5 separate regions of the Mus musculus genome follow, and regions 2, 3, 4 and 5 are each linked to region 1. The links are chromatin contacts, called in public Hi-C and HiChIP or PLAC-seq maps. All regions are on one chromosome and are shown on one strand. The core of a region is the stretch at or near the end of the contact, and the rest is flanking DNA. Distances in the headings are between cores, read along the strand shown.

What was found. A called contact is a pair of places that touch in the nucleus more often than the background predicts. HiChIP or PLAC-seq counts read pairs in DNA pulled down with a chosen protein or histone mark.
Region 2: an HNF4G HiChIP or PLAC-seq map of pancreatic cancer cells shows a contact between it and region 1. The contact joins the promoter of Zfp41 here to the promoter of Zfp623 in region 1. A contact is called at or near these places in 3 of 484 Hi-C or Micro-C datasets (embryonic stem cells, rod photoreceptor and uterus) and 2 of 115 datasets of contacts at active chromatin or transcription factors (embryonic stem cells and pancreatic cancer cells).
Region 3: a contact with region 1 is called in a FOXA1 HiChIP or PLAC-seq map of pancreatic cancer cells. The contact joins the promoter of Parp10 here to the promoter of Zfp623 in region 1. A contact is called at or near these places in 8 of 39 promoter capture datasets (the 3T3-L1 cell line, 3T3-L1-derived adipocytes, embryonic stem cells and 1 more) and 3 of 115 datasets of contacts at active chromatin or transcription factors (bone marrow-derived macrophages, effector CD8 T cells and pancreatic cancer cells).
Region 4: a Hi-C map of olfactory sensory neurons shows a contact between it and region 1, with 4 times the contacts expected there. The contact joins the promoter of Gpaa1 here to the promoter of Zfp623 in region 1. A contact is called at or near these places in 5 of 39 promoter capture datasets (the 3T3-L1 cell line, cranial neural crest, hippocampal neurons and 2 more), 7 of 484 Hi-C or Micro-C datasets (the C2C12 cell line, the G1E-ER4 cell line, LSK cells and 2 more), 3 of 115 datasets of contacts at active chromatin or transcription factors (astrocytes, embryonic stem cells and pancreatic cancer cells) and 1 of 9 other capture datasets (pancreatic islet).
Region 5: an H3K27ac HiChIP or PLAC-seq map of trophoblast stem cells shows a contact between it and region 1, with 9 read pairs. The contact joins the promoter of Plec here to the promoter of Zfp623 in region 1. A contact is called at or near these places in 6 of 39 promoter capture datasets (cranial neural crest, embryonic stem cells, hippocampal neurons and 3 more), 4 of 484 Hi-C or Micro-C datasets (B cells, LSK cells and embryonic stem cells), 10 of 115 datasets of contacts at active chromatin or transcription factors (astrocytes, embryonic forebrain, embryonic stem cells and 6 more) and 2 of 9 other capture datasets (adipose tissue and embryonic stem cells).

What each region holds. Positions count from the first base shown.
Region 1 is chr15:75,939,638-75,942,337 of GRCm38.p6, forward strand. Zfp623 (zinc finger protein 623) reads left to right here and starts at 1,315. Exons shown (of 2, transcript NM_030199.3): 1 at 1,315-1,522.
Region 2 is chr15:75,615,301-75,618,000 of GRCm38.p6, forward strand. Zfp41 (zinc finger protein 41) reads left to right here and starts at 1,384. Exons shown (of 3, transcript NM_001044718.2): 1 at 1,384-1,520.
Region 3 is chr15:76,242,071-76,244,770 of GRCm38.p6, forward strand. Parp10 (poly (ADP-ribose) polymerase family, member 10) reads right to left here and starts at 1,370. Exons shown (of 11, transcript NM_001163575.1): 1 at 1,277-1,370; 2 at 994-1,172; 3 at 662-916; 4 at 333-569; 5 at 1-252. The coding sequence starts at 1,165.
Region 4 is chr15:76,329,882-76,332,581 of GRCm38.p6, forward strand. It overlaps Gpaa1 (GPI anchor attachment protein 1), which reads left to right and starts at 1,413. Exons shown (of 12, transcript NM_010331.2): 1 at 1,413-1,582; 2 at 2,015-2,194; 3 at 2,279-2,390; 4 at 2,603-2,700. The coding sequence starts at 1,509. It overlaps Exosc4 (exosome component 4), which reads left to right. Exons shown (of 3, transcript NM_175399.4): 3 at 1-789. It also overlaps a transcript of Oplah not described here.
Region 5 is chr15:76,205,060-76,207,759 of GRCm38.p6, forward strand. Plec (plectin) reads right to left here and starts at 1,262. Exons shown (of 33, transcript NM_001163540.1): 1 at 539-1,262. The coding sequence starts at 1,079.

The DNA of each region.
Region 1 (2,700 bases), core at 65-2,564:
CGGAGCTCTTGTCTCTAGCTGCATATGTATCAAAAGATGGCCTAGTCGGCCATCACTGCAAAGAGAGGCCCATTGGACTTGCAAACTTTATATGCCCCAGTACAGGGGAATGCCAGGGCCAAAAAGGGGGAGTGGGTGGGTAGGGGAGTGGGGGGGGGTATGGGGACTTTTGGTATAGCATTGGAAATGTAAATGAGCTAAATACCTAATAAAAAATGGAAAAAAAAAGATTCTGGGATTCAGGTTAGCTGAGGCTGAAGAATCAGCTGTAATGAACAAGATACCAGGACTACTAAAGTGAAACCTTTGCTTTGCTGTGATACTCGATGCTGGTCAGCTACAGCTGAAGAATTAGTAGTGATTAAGAAGAAACTAGCATCATTGAGGTAAAAACTTTCTAAGTATTTCCTAAGAGCTACACAGAAGCTGTGTTCCAGAAGCAGCCAAGGTTGTCCCTCATGCTGGCAGCTGAACTTGGTAGCATAAGAGTCACCCAGGTGGTACTTACTGGTTTTGAAGACATGAACAGTTCATGGAGGGCAGCTGAGGCTTGGCACTGTGCAGTTTCAGTGGCAGATTTTTTAAAAACAGGATATAAAATATAGAGATAAACCCACACAATTTTTTTTTTTTTTTTGTTAAGACCTAGATGACTCTTAAGGTTGTACCTTCCACGAGGCTGAAGAGATTCCTTGGGGTTAAGATCAAGCAGTTGGTTGGTGCTCTTCCAAAGGATCCTGGTTTGATTTCCAGCACCCACATGGCAGCTAAGAACTGTGTCTATAATCCCATTTCCAGGAGAATATAATGCCCTCTTCTGGCCTCCAGGAGCACCAAGCACACATATGGTGAACAGACATACACACATGCAAAACACTAAAACACACAATAAAATAAAGTTCTGCCTCCATCAGTGAGTGAGCTTGGCATTCTAGGCTCACACCTGACTTTGCAAAGTTGTAAAATAAACTGCCTCGATTTCACTACTCTGAGTCTCCAGTGGTTTATTACAAAGATGTTGTGTCATAGGCACAGCGGCTCAAAGTTGTCTTTCCACCATAGGCATACACACATAAGATAATGATAAAGATGTTCTAAACGCTCAAAGCTAAAACCAAAAGCTACATACAGAACCATCACTAACAACCAACAAGAAATCTTTACTAAAAGCTCTCTAAAGAGCCTGCCTTTCCCAGCTCTTCCAGGGAAGTCTGACGACATCTACTGCCTAGCTTCGCCGCTAATCCCACACCCACGTGCGCAAACAGGGCTCTCAGCCACCGCGTCTGCGCACTGGGTCCTCCGGCTGACCGCAGGAATCTGGCCCGGAAGTCTGTGACAGGGAGACGGCCCCGGCCCCCATTCTTATCCTAGAGTGCCTACGGATGTCCTCCGGGCGGAGCCTCGGGCAGTTTCCGGCCGGGGCGTGCGGCAGCGGTGCGGGCTTTGTGGCCGCCCGGGGTTACCCGCCTGGATGCTGCTCGGCTTGGTTCCGCGCCGTCCTCTCGCCGCCGAGCTCCGGGTGAGTGAGGCGGAGCGGCTCGCGCGGGTGGGCGGGCTCGTGACCGGCGGGGCTCAGCGAGTTGGTTGGTGTCCCGGGCCGGCTGCACTTCGCTTTGGCCTCTGTCCGTAGCTCCTCGCTTGGTTCGGGCCGGAGCCTTGCGTCTCCTCGCCGAGCTGCGGGCGGTAGATGCATGGACCGATCGTCCGCAGACATCGAGGCCCTCGAGGGTTGCACACTCGGCCTCGGCGCCTGCAGGTCGGGCCCCCGGATGGCTGCTTGAAGGCTAAGCCGCTCAGGTGATGGAATGCAGGTGCGCGCCACGCTGCTCTTCGGCTTGGACCTTGCCCTCCTGCCTTCTGCCTTCCCTCAGTCCTTTCGGCCTCTGTCCGAGGGGATGCAGTGCAGGCACCCCAGTGCTTCAGGGGTTGAAGATAATATGTGTGTTGGACAGAATCAGCTCCGTATGTCATGAAGGAGGATTCTTAGGTGGGGTGAGGTGTCATACAAGCTGTTCTATTCCATGAAGTGTCTGAGTCAACGTCTATGACATCTCTGTGATAATGCCAGGGACATTTAGTCCTCTTTGCACCCGGCCCCACCGTGGTCCAGGAGTCCCCAGGGCTTGAGTGCTATGCTAGAGGTTTCCCGGGATATTAGCAGAAGAACAGTTCTAAACTCAAGTAGTTTTCCAGGTGGAGAGCTGATATTCACAATCGCCCTGTGCTCTTCTAGACATCGTTCCTTTGAGACCCATTACAATGAAAGAAACAAATGTCTTCTGATCACGAAGAAATCAGACTCCCCATGCCCCTCGCGCGCGCGCGCGCACACACACACACACACACACACACACACACACACAAACAAACATATACACATCAAGTTTTAAGGCAGAGAGCAGACCTTTGTTCCTGTCACGGATGTGGCATTGTATCTGTTTTAATACTTGGCATAATGATGGCATTCTTTTTTCATATGGGAGGTATAGAGAAACCTCACAAGCCAACACATGCAGCTATGGACACTCCTGGAGCCTTGGGGGTGGATTTCTGGTTCTGGAATGCGTTGGAGGATGATATAGAGAGAGGGTAGACCTGGGAAAGTACCCCCACTCCCCTACAAGACTTATGGTCTGATCTGGAAGTGGACGGGATGCCAGAGAAGCAGTGGGCTAGAACAAAGTGGTGTCTCTGAAG
Region 2 (2,700 bases), core at 134-2,633, 320 kb before region 1:
ACTGGGGACTACATGAAAGATGGCAGGAAGCACACAGGCCACTAACCTTCTGGGGAAAGCAAGCAAGGAGATGCCCTACCTCCCTGTACCAAATGCTGGTAAGCCAGAAAGCCCCATGCCACTGGTAGGAATGAATGAGAAATGGCACAGGCTCTCTGGAAAGCAGCTTGTCTGTTTCTTGCAAAAGGCAACATGCAGTTTGGGACCTAGCAACTGCCTTCCTGGGCACGGTCCCAGGGAAATGAAACAGCACGGGGGGAGGGCGGGGGGGGGGGCGCTGCTTCCCAACAACCTTGTAAACACGTCCTTCAGTGGACAAAGGATCCCAAAGCTGTGATGCACACAGCGCAGAGGCAGCTGTTCAGGAGGCTGAATGAACCACCATTCAATACACAGCCACTCTTGTGAATCTAGACAGCGATGCCTGAATGATAATCGGCAAGCTCCGCCAAGTTGCACGCTGGACAATTACATTTATCTAGCATGTTGGCGTTGAATCTAAACGGATGAGGTGGAGACGACACTTAAAGAAAGGGTCTGTTAGAGGTTTGATACAGGCTTCTGCAGCACAGGAGGCACTAACACTGTGTACTAGTCATGTAAAATGGCGCCCCCAGGGAGACTTCACCAAGCACACAACAGCTCTCGATTCGTTTCTCATAACTTCATTCTCCAAGCGCCGTGGGCCACACCTATCGTCCCAGGACTCGACCGAGGCAAGAGATTGCTAGTTCTAAGCCAGCCTAACCAAATATAATAGTGGAGAATATACCCAGAAAGTCGAAAGAGCACAAGAAGTGACTAGATTTAAATATCTGTAAAGGCCCGCGTTAAGGACAGAGCAGGGGACCCTGGCTTTGCCGGAAAGGAGGGGCGGGGTCGGATGATTCCAGGGGGCTACAGGCCGTGCACTACTGGGTCCGCCATCCCGGCGTGCCACAGATGGCAAACCCGATGACTGAGAAATAACACGAAGCCTGCAGAAGAAGGCTTGGAGTCCTGAGAAGAGGCGCACGCCGGGAGAAAGGCGCCGCCCGCAGCCCAGAAGCTTGCACAGGCACAGACGCCTGCTTAGCATCCTCTCAAGCGAAGCTCGAGCCCGCAGCCACAGCATCACAAGGAGCGAGGGCAGTGTCTCCTAGAGCCGACCCGAAGGGGCGGGGAGAGGTAGGCGGGCCTACGGCCGCAGCACGGGATCACAGAGAGGCCGGGCGGCTGCTCCTAGAGCGACACCAGAAGGGCGTGAACGAGCAGGCGGGGCTCCGGAGCTTGCGGCGGTACCACCGAGAACCCGGCAAGGGTCCTAGAGCGGCACTGGAGTGGGTTTCGAGCGGTGGGCGGGGCTTAGGGTGCGCGGCAGCACCACCGAGAGGCCGGGGAAGGTAGAGCGGCACCAGAGGGGCGGGCGCCTTTAGGCGCGGGAGTGGCGGGCTCAAGTGGGCATTGTTAACGGTCGCCCGCCCGCCGGTCAGCCTGCTTACGGCCACGTTCCGCCGGCGTCTGTGCTCGGCACCCATCAGGTACTCTCTGCGTGTGTGCACGGTAGCCCCGACCGGGCGAAGGCCGGCTTCTGAGTCGTTTCTCTGTGGACCACCTCGGCGGTGTTGCAGAGGTCCTTGGAGGCGGGGAAGGTGGGCCGGGCTACCTAGCGAAGCCCCTTGTTGCTGGATGCATTGAGCGCCTTATCCTGCCGGCTCCAGCAGCTCCTTGATGGACCTGAGTCCCTAGGTCAGCGGAATTCAACTAAGTTGCCTGAATCACTCGCACCTACTCCTGTGCACAGGCCTGTGAAGAGAGGGGGCAATAAGCTAAGTCGCTGGGGTCTTCTCTGGTTTTAATGACTATTTAAGTTTTCAGTGAGGATGGTCCTTGGTGAGCAGACACAGACACCTGGGTCCCGCTTGTCATTCCTCTCACCAGAGTGATGGTGTTTGAATTGGTACTGAGTGATGCTGCAGACAGGGACTCTCAGGTGTCTCCTGAGCTGTCCCACAAAAGACAAACACTTTCAGATGCTGACATAGAGCAAACAGTCACCTAGCCGCCTGGATCTTGGACTCTGAATCCGGATAAGAATTTTATCTGCTGGGTTAGATATGTGGGTATTTGTCAAATGCTTAGAACAAAATACAGTGTGTTCCCAAAGTGTTTTTGGGAAAGTGTGGGTGCTCTAGATGGAACTGCCAGCAGAGCCCACCCCTTTGGGCCTCTGGGAGTAAAGGGGATGGTGCAGGTTTAGAGATAAAGAGGGGTCACATAGAGAGAGCCTCATCAATACAAGAGGCATCCTTTGGGGGTCTGATGGGGTTTGCTGTGGATTATGAGGAGAGCCCTGAGTTTTCCAGGCTCAGAACCAGGCTGTTGTATGGTAGAGTTACTTCCTACTCCAGGGTGTTTGCACAGTCCCAATGTGGGCGGGTAGAGAGGATAAGGAAGAACGGGGAAGGTTCTGTTTGGGGAGGTGGAAAATGGCCATCGGTCCATGATGGCTATGGCTTTCTCTGGGATGAGTGAAAATCTTGTCTTCAGGCCCAGGAGTGTCTGTGGCTGAGTGAGAGAGTCACTCAAAGAGATGAGCATACAGTGGACCAGAGGCTCTGAGCTCAGCTTATAGGCCTGGGGCTAGAGCTCTGGGGAGTCCACTTTAGTCTGAGGGGCTCATCATGTGAGCAGCTGGAAAGACAGTGGAGCTGCAGAGAG
Region 3 (2,700 bases), core at 120-2,619, 300 kb after region 1:
CAGGACCTGCCCTTAGAAGGGTTCCTAATTGTTGTGGTGCCTCCCCAGAGCCCACAGCCATGGTCAGAGCCCCGGCCAGTCCTCCAGTTCCTGTAGGCGCATGACCAATGACTCCAGATTCTTGAGTAGCTGAATGGTCCCTGCCACTGACGCCCTCAGCGAGCGCTTCTGGCTCTAAGACATCATAGTGAGGGACAAGGCTCAACTCAATGCCCTGTAGCCAGTGTTTCTGCTTCAGCACCCGTTCAGCCACTGGAGGGAGAGAGAAGACAGAAAGCACACTGAGTCTCTAGCGTAGAGGAAGGGTCCTCCTAATTTCAGACACCACTTACCCTGCCATTGCTGAAAGGAAATAACAGTGCCTAGCTGCCCAGGCAGGCTGCGCAGACCCTCCAGGGGTCCGCCACCACTGCGACGCTCATTTTCCAGGTAGAGCTCCAACAATAACAGGTCCACAGGAGAAGCACTGTCCACCACACGTACTGCTCGGGTCTGGGGCACCCAGGCCAAGGACACAGTGGCTCCATTCAGGGGCAGATTCCGGGCCTGTTCTGCCAGGGCACTGACCTCTGTGGGCAGTATATGAATCAACTCGGGCACCCTCCTTAACTAGAAGCTATGCCGCCCCCCCCACCAGCCCTGCCTCTCACGTGCCTCTTACCTGCCTCAGAAAGGGGCGTGGATAACTGGACCAGGGCACAGTCCTGCCGAGGACTGGCCAGGGCATGGCAAGTCTGCACGGGGTGTCCTGCAGCACCCAGCAAGGCCTGAACATGTTGCTCCAGACTCAGAGGTGAAGTGCCAGGTGGCAGGTGTTGGAGAAGCACACGTTCTGGGGCACGCGGTGGGGCTGGCCTCAGGCTCAGTCGGACACCATGTAGTCGGTGCTCTGCCTGGGCTAAGACCCTCTTTGCATCTGTGAGCAGAGATGAAAGTGTCAGAGATGGCAACGCTTCAGGGCACCCAGGCAACCTCTTGATTCAACCTCCTCACCTGCAGGATCTTGAAAGATGAGGACACCCCCACAGCCAAGTCTCTGCCAGCTCAATAGAAGTCCTCCACCCGAGCGACGGTGGTTTTCAAAGTACAGAGTAATGAGCTCATCTGGTATTTCTGGGGGCAGTCCCCGGAGCTCCAAGGCTGCCCCTGCCTCCACCTCTGCCATCAGAGTCCTGGGCGGCAACACATGGGAGGAGAAGAGGACCACTCACTTCCCCTGTCCAGTCCTCTCTCCCACGCTCTCAGCTGCTCCCCAGCACCCCATATTTACACTCACCCCTGCTGTCTCAGGCCAGTGTCTCAGGCCAGTCAGTTATGCCTGCTGTCCTTCCCAGGCAGAAGGCCTAAGGTAGGAAAACAAAAGTGAAACTGACTGGGGACAGGAAAGAGGGAGGAGCTAAGCCAGAGGCTGTAAGTAGTTCAGGAACTTCCTCTCCTGCTCTAGCCTTAATCCTCAGTCCACAAGGAACTTCTAAGGACCTTTCTGCCGAACCACCCACTAGCCTCTTAGCTAGTGGGGTAGACCAGATGTCTCCTAGACTTTCTCTTCTTCTTTGGCTTCTCTTTGTGGCTAATCACCCTTCCTATGGGATGCTTGAGATACAGTCACACTGTCAACCCCCCACCCCAAGAATCTCTAGGCTTCTGTGCCCTGGGTCCCAGACATGAGCAGCGCTGATCTTAGAGGCTGGCCCCTGGCTGGGTCCGGCTCTTAGAAACCGTCAAACCCAGAGGATAATCAGCCTTGCTTCTAAATGCTAAGGGTGAGCAGTTCCACCCTTCGCCCCCCAAAATCTCAAACCCAGAGACGAATTTTCTGGTCCCTGGGTCTCATATGATAGAGAACTGATTCCTGCAAGTTGTCTGTCTTCCATGTGTGTGCCACAGCATGGCGGGTGCACGCATAAACAAACAAAGGTGACTGTTTAAAAGCCTAATGCTCAGATCATAACACAGCTTTTCCCTTGTGATTCCCTTCAGCCCACATCTGCCTAGTCCTTCTTTCTATGCTCCTTGCTCATCACCATTGCCCGCGATGTAGCCACTGTGCTGACATGCCTTTCTGCTGTTCATCCTTCCACAGAAGGGGAGCCGGAATCACAGACAGGACCCAGAGGGCCTCGCCTCACACCTAAGCTTTGCCATTATTATTATTATTATTATTATTATTATTATTATTATTGATACCGGGTATCACTCGGTAGCCCAGACTGCCTGAAACTCAGTGTGCAGGCCGGACTGGTTTTGAACTAGAAAGGATTCTTCTGTCATTCTCAGTCCTGAATGGTGGAGATATAGGTGTGGACAAGCATGCCCAGATTGGAGGCTGTGCCTTGAGAAGTCACTTTCCTGTCCGCCCCCATAGCTTGCTTGTTTCTTTCATCTCCAGAGCTGCTGCTCTCTACCCACACCTTCCAGTCAGGCCAGCTCGACCTCTGCTGTTCTTCCAAAGGATCATGGGGTTTTGCCCAGTCTATATGTCTAACCCTGTAGTCCTTGAATCTCCATGACCTCCCCCACAATCGAGAGCCTCCAAGACTTCTTGAAGGACCATGCTACCCTTTTTCCTTCTCTGCCACCCCCACTGTGGCTCCTCCACAGAGGTGACAGGGGACCAGCGGCTGCTACAAATCCCAGGAGCCAATGACAGTGAAAGCTAAAGTCTAATTGTCCCCAGTTCCTATCCCTCTAATCCCTTTT
Region 4 (2,700 bases), core at 163-2,662, 390 kb after region 1:
CCCAGATATTAGGGTCCGCAAAGACCCCTGGGAGTATGAATCTGCATGCGAATTCAGACTTTCTTCACCCTTAAGCTTGGACCTCAGACTCCTCCAACACACCAGATTTGTGCTGAGAGCCCTGAGCCTCAATTAGGCAGGGTTTTTATACTAGTTTGATCAGGGAGCAGGGGTCTCCTGCCTGTCAGTTGCCTTATTTCGCAAAGTTATCTTTTTTTTTTTCCTGTTTTTTTGAGACAGGGTTTCTCTGTGTAGCCCTGGCTGTCCTGGAACTCACTCTGTAGACCAGGCCTGCCTCTGCCTCCTGAGTGCTGGGATTAAAGGCGTGTGCCACCACCGCCCGGCACAAAGAGGTATCTCGATGCACAGGGTTTGGTCAGTGATGAGCAATTTATCTGTAACCGTTGCAATGGTAGGCACTTTCCCTCTATTTCCCTGATTGGCTCTGGCCCAGGGCAGTTTCTTCTTGGACTTGTCGGTGGTATTTCTATTAACCACAGTTCAAACCGGGGACCAACAAACTCAAGTTGGAATCAGCTTACAAATTGGAGTTTCCCCCTTCGCCTATGTTGGTCACTCAAGTCCTCCAGCTAAGGAGTGTGCCATGCTTACACAGCCCATCAGGGACAGGAGCACAAGGCCGAGGTTGCACTCAGCTGGCTATGGGTGTCCATCATTAAGAGATGACATTATGACGTAACGGCAAAATTAGCTATTCAGAATCAGCCAAATAATTTTATGTTTGAGGATCATCACAACATGAGGAACGGTATTAAAGGTCAGAATGTTAAGAACCACTGGACTAATGTCTTCTTTCCTTGGGCCTTTCCTCCCGCTTACTTTGGGCTCTAGGAGGATAGCCACCTTTTGTTGCTTCTTGGCCATCTATCCTTAGGCCCTTACCCCTGCAACCTTTTAGAGAAACTACCTTCATCGCCACCACCACCCATCTCCTCTGGCCACCAACTCGCCCACTGTGCCAGTGAGCCCACTGTCTTAAGGTTCATGACATCCACAGAAATGATTTAGCGTCGAATCCTCAGTTCACACGGGTCCCTCAAGTCATAGCTACAACACTGTCATTCAGTATCTCACTTCAGCAGGCATCAGTCTTTTCTCGTCGTTCTAGCTCTCTACCCACCTGCGTTACACTCCCGAGAACCTTTAGGCAGGCACACTGTCGCTGCTCTGTCGTGAGATCCGCCAGCGTCCCGCCTTCCAGCTGCTCGCCCGCAGCTTCACAGCCCCAGGTTCCAGTTCCGCCCACTGGCCATGACTGCATCCCGTACTTCTCCAGCCTACCTCAGTTTTGAGCACGCGCAGAGCTGGCGACCTCAGTTGTGAGCATGCGCACAATCTGGTTTCCCAACTCCGTCTGCCGCTACCAAGAGTAGTGGCGCGATGGATCCTGGGACCGGAAATTAAGGCAGCACCGGGCGCCGGGTCCGACAGGAACCCTGCTCTTGGAGGTGTCAAGCTGCCGCGAGAGCAGAGCCCCGCGCCCCGCCATGGGTCTCCTGTCGGACCCGGTGCGCCGGCGCGCGCTCGCCCGCATCGTCTTGCGCCTTAACACACCTCTCTGGTGAGGGCGGGCACAGGGGGCGGGACTGGCGGGAACTTGAGCTGCTGTGGCTCCACACGCGCCTACTGCTCCAGGGTCTGCGACCTCTTTGCAAGTGTCACTCAGACACTGAGCTTAGAGCTCTGGTCCCTATCCATCGCTGATCTAGGGTCTTAGATCTTTTTTCCTTTCCGGAGGCAGGATTTCTCTGTGCAGCCCTGGTTGTCCTGGAACTTATTCTGTAGACCAGACTAGCCTCGAACTCAGATCCGCCTGTACCTGCCTCTGCCCCCTGAATGCTGGGATTAACAGCGTGTGCTGCCACTGCCCGGCTTTGGCTCCGGGTTCTTAATGGCTTGGACCATCCCGCTGGACCCTCTGGGTCATGGTGGAAGCCACGAGCTAGCGTTCCAGGTCGGGCTAATTCCGAGCCCACTCTGTACTCTCTCGCAGTGTGCTGAGCTACGTGGCCGGGATCGCCTGGTTTCTGGCGCTGGCTTTTCCGCCGTTAACCCAGCGCACTTACATGTCTGAGAATGCCATGGGCTCCACCATGGTGGAGGAACAGTTTGTAGGTGGAGACCGCGCTCGGAGCTTTGCCCGGGACTTCGCTGCCCACCGCAAGAAGCCGGGGTGAGTGCCTAGCAGCGGGCTGGGGATTTCAGGGGCGGCCGAGACCAGGGAGCTCTACTTAGAGGCTATCTTTTGTGTCTCCAGGGCTCTGCCAGTAGCCTGGCTGGAACGGTCCATGCGATCCGTAGGGCTGGAGGTCTACACCCAGAGCTTCTCCCGCAAACTACCCTTCCCGGATGAGACCCACGAGCGCTATGTATTGAGGGAAAGGGGTGTGCCTGGGAGAAAAGCACATTGGAAGGGTGGCCTGGGTTGGGTGTCTTGTTGAAGTGCCCTGAAACCAAGAAACTCTGGGAGGGATGGTCTGAAGAACTTTAGTGGTGGGCATTGAAGTGCCAGGAAAAAAGACAGGCTTCAGGCTGTCCGCTGGAGGGTCTGCTGAGGCTTTCCCATCAACTCTTTGTGCAGATGGTGTCAGGTACCAACGTGTATGGCATCCTGCGGGCCCCACGTTCTGCCAGTACCGAGTCCCTGGTGCTTACTGTACCCTGTGGTCCAGATGCCAC
Region 5 (2,700 bases), core at 12-2,511, 270 kb after region 1:
TAGAGCCGCTCCACCTCCAGATCATGGCCAACTCCCAGCAGGCCAAGCACCCAGTCATGGGGGCCCTCAGTACTGCTCATGTAATACAGAATCTTAGCCACTTGGCCATAGGGGAAGACAGACTCAAGCCTCAGTGGACAAGCGGTTTGCCTGAGTCAGTCTCATGCCAGCAGATCTTCTCTACACGCCCACTTCTGAAAAGAGGGGCCCCTAAAGGGTGGGGGAAGGAGGTGGGGGCAAGGGCAAGGACAGTGCCTGAGAGGGGTACAAACACGACTATGCCAACAGCTGGTCCTGCCAGTCTTGGGGCGTTCAGGCCCCGCCCTCACCAGGATTTACCCAGAGGAGCACAAGCCACGTGGGTCCACTGGCTAGAACACCCATCACCCTCCAGCAGAAAGGGCGCCACCTGCTGATATGAACAGAACCATACACACAATGTACTGCCCCCCAGAGCCCACCAGACCTAAGTCCCAACACCAAAAACACCTACAGTCACTTCCCATCCCTCACGGCCTGGAGCCAAAATTCAGCTGACCTGTGGCTGGGGCAGGCTCCGGACCTGGTCTGGCCAGGGTCCCCACGGTGGTGGCAGACACCACAGGGGTTTCAGGTGCCCCCTCCTCACGCTCCTTCCTGCGATAGACCTGCCGCTCCTCACGGGCAGGGTCCTCAGCTGGCAGAGGCCCCCTCTTTGGTGGGCAGCCTAGGGGACCTTGCATGGTCTGCACATGGGGGGAGCGACGACGTGCAGGTATCACCATGGCGACAGGGCGGCGCACACGCTGCAGAGAGGCAGGTACAATCTCCGGTGGCAGGTGTAAGTACTGGCGTAGGTGGTCAATGCCCTCGTTGGTCAGGTACCAGTAGAAGTGGCACCAGGCAAAGGTCTCCCGCACCAGGCCCCGAGCTTTCAGTGAAGCCATGGCACGCATGACCTGTAGATTGGTGACGCCGGGCACATGGGGATGCAGGCTGCGGGGTCGCCGGTCCTTCTTGGCAACCATCACCCCCTCACGGAAGAGCACCTCATAGATGGCCCGTAGCCGGTCCAGCGGCATGAGCATGCCAGCCACCATGGCTGCTGGAAGCCTGCCGGTCAGCACAGGGTGAGGACAGCAGGTGGGGCACAGCCAGGAGGCTGATGAAGCTCCTTTGGCACAAGATGCAGCAGGGGCCACTGGCAAACAGGCAGGCAGGCTCCGGTTCTAAGCACAAGGGCGCAGGCTCAGGGGCAGTGCGGCTCCAGAGCCTTGCTCTGTGAATTCCTGCGCCGGCAAGGCTGCCTGTCTGAGCCTCCCGCCTGCCCGCCCTCCAGGACGCCTGGGCCGGCCCCCTCTGACTCAGCAGCAGGGCCGGTCCCTCCCACCCACTACTGGCGGGGGCCCCTTGAAGAGTGGGGGGCACCAATAAACTGCCCCTCCCCACCCGGGCCACATAGCTCCAATGTCAGAAATTACATGTGTTTCTAAAACACTTGTTCAAGGTTCTCAAGACTGTGTGAAGGCAGGACGGAGTGTAATATGGATCAAGAATCAACCCCGCCCCCCTCAGAAGAGAACAGATGGGCAGAAAACAGGGAGCAGAGAGAGCAGGAGGGTCCTCATAAGGACAGCACCCCCTCACTGTGATCTCAGGGTGAGGTGAGGTATCATCTGTCCATAGCTATCTAAAGGAGGGGTTGCGCAAAGTAGAAAACTAAAAGAATCCAAGGGAGGAAGATTAGGGTATGGAGAAGAATCTGGGGTGTGGTGGTGGCCAGAGACCTGAAGGAGAAGAGTGGGAGGAGCTGCCAGGACGCACAGACAGTTGGCGGCAGGCACCACTGCCGCTGTCCATCAGAAAAGGAAAGGGACAGTACTGTGCCCCTCTCACCAGATGACCATGGAACGTAACACTTCCACGACAGGCTAGATTAGGGTGGGTCCAGAAACAAAGCCACTTTCCAGTCCAAGACCTCTGAAGAGAGCTCTGGGTGAGGCCTCTTTCCTCCCACACCTTCAGTGCAGCTGTTGGACGCCAGGGACTCCCAGCTGCCATAGGGAATCAAAGTCACCAAGTCCCTAACACCCCAGGCTTGGTGGCCCTGACATCCAAAAATTCCCTACCCCCAGGCAGCCTGAGTGTCCACTTGTGGCCGGAGGGGCAGGTGCTGTGGAGAGGACACGAGGACACCAGCAGGAACTGAAGTGAAAGGAAGAGGACTGAGCTCATGCCCTAAGGGCTGCCTAGCACAGCTGTCACCTCTGCTGGGCCCTCACAACCGAGGGTCCCACACGCATGTAGCCTGTGCTGGGTGCCACCACCCAATACTCCAACTCTCCCTGTGGTGCCGCACCAAACCCCCCATGCCATTAAGGCTCTCCCTGAATGGACACACCCATTCCCACCAAGCACTGCAACCCCAGGAACTGATTATAAATAGGGCGGAGGCGGGGGATCCTGCGGTGGGAGGCGCTGGCCAGAGGCAGGCGGGCAGCCAACAAAGCAGTGCGTGGGGCGGGTTTATGGGCTGTCGCCATGGTGCCCCAGCAGACTCCAAACATACAGACACAGACCGGTGGCGGGTGGAAACTCTGAAGGCTCAGCCAACAGTCCCCAAAGCCTTCCCTGAGGCCAGCTCAGCCAGCTCACTGCGGCAGGGCTCTCCCTGTACCACGCCCCTAGCCAGACTTAGGCAGGAAGGGGGGCAGGCCCTCG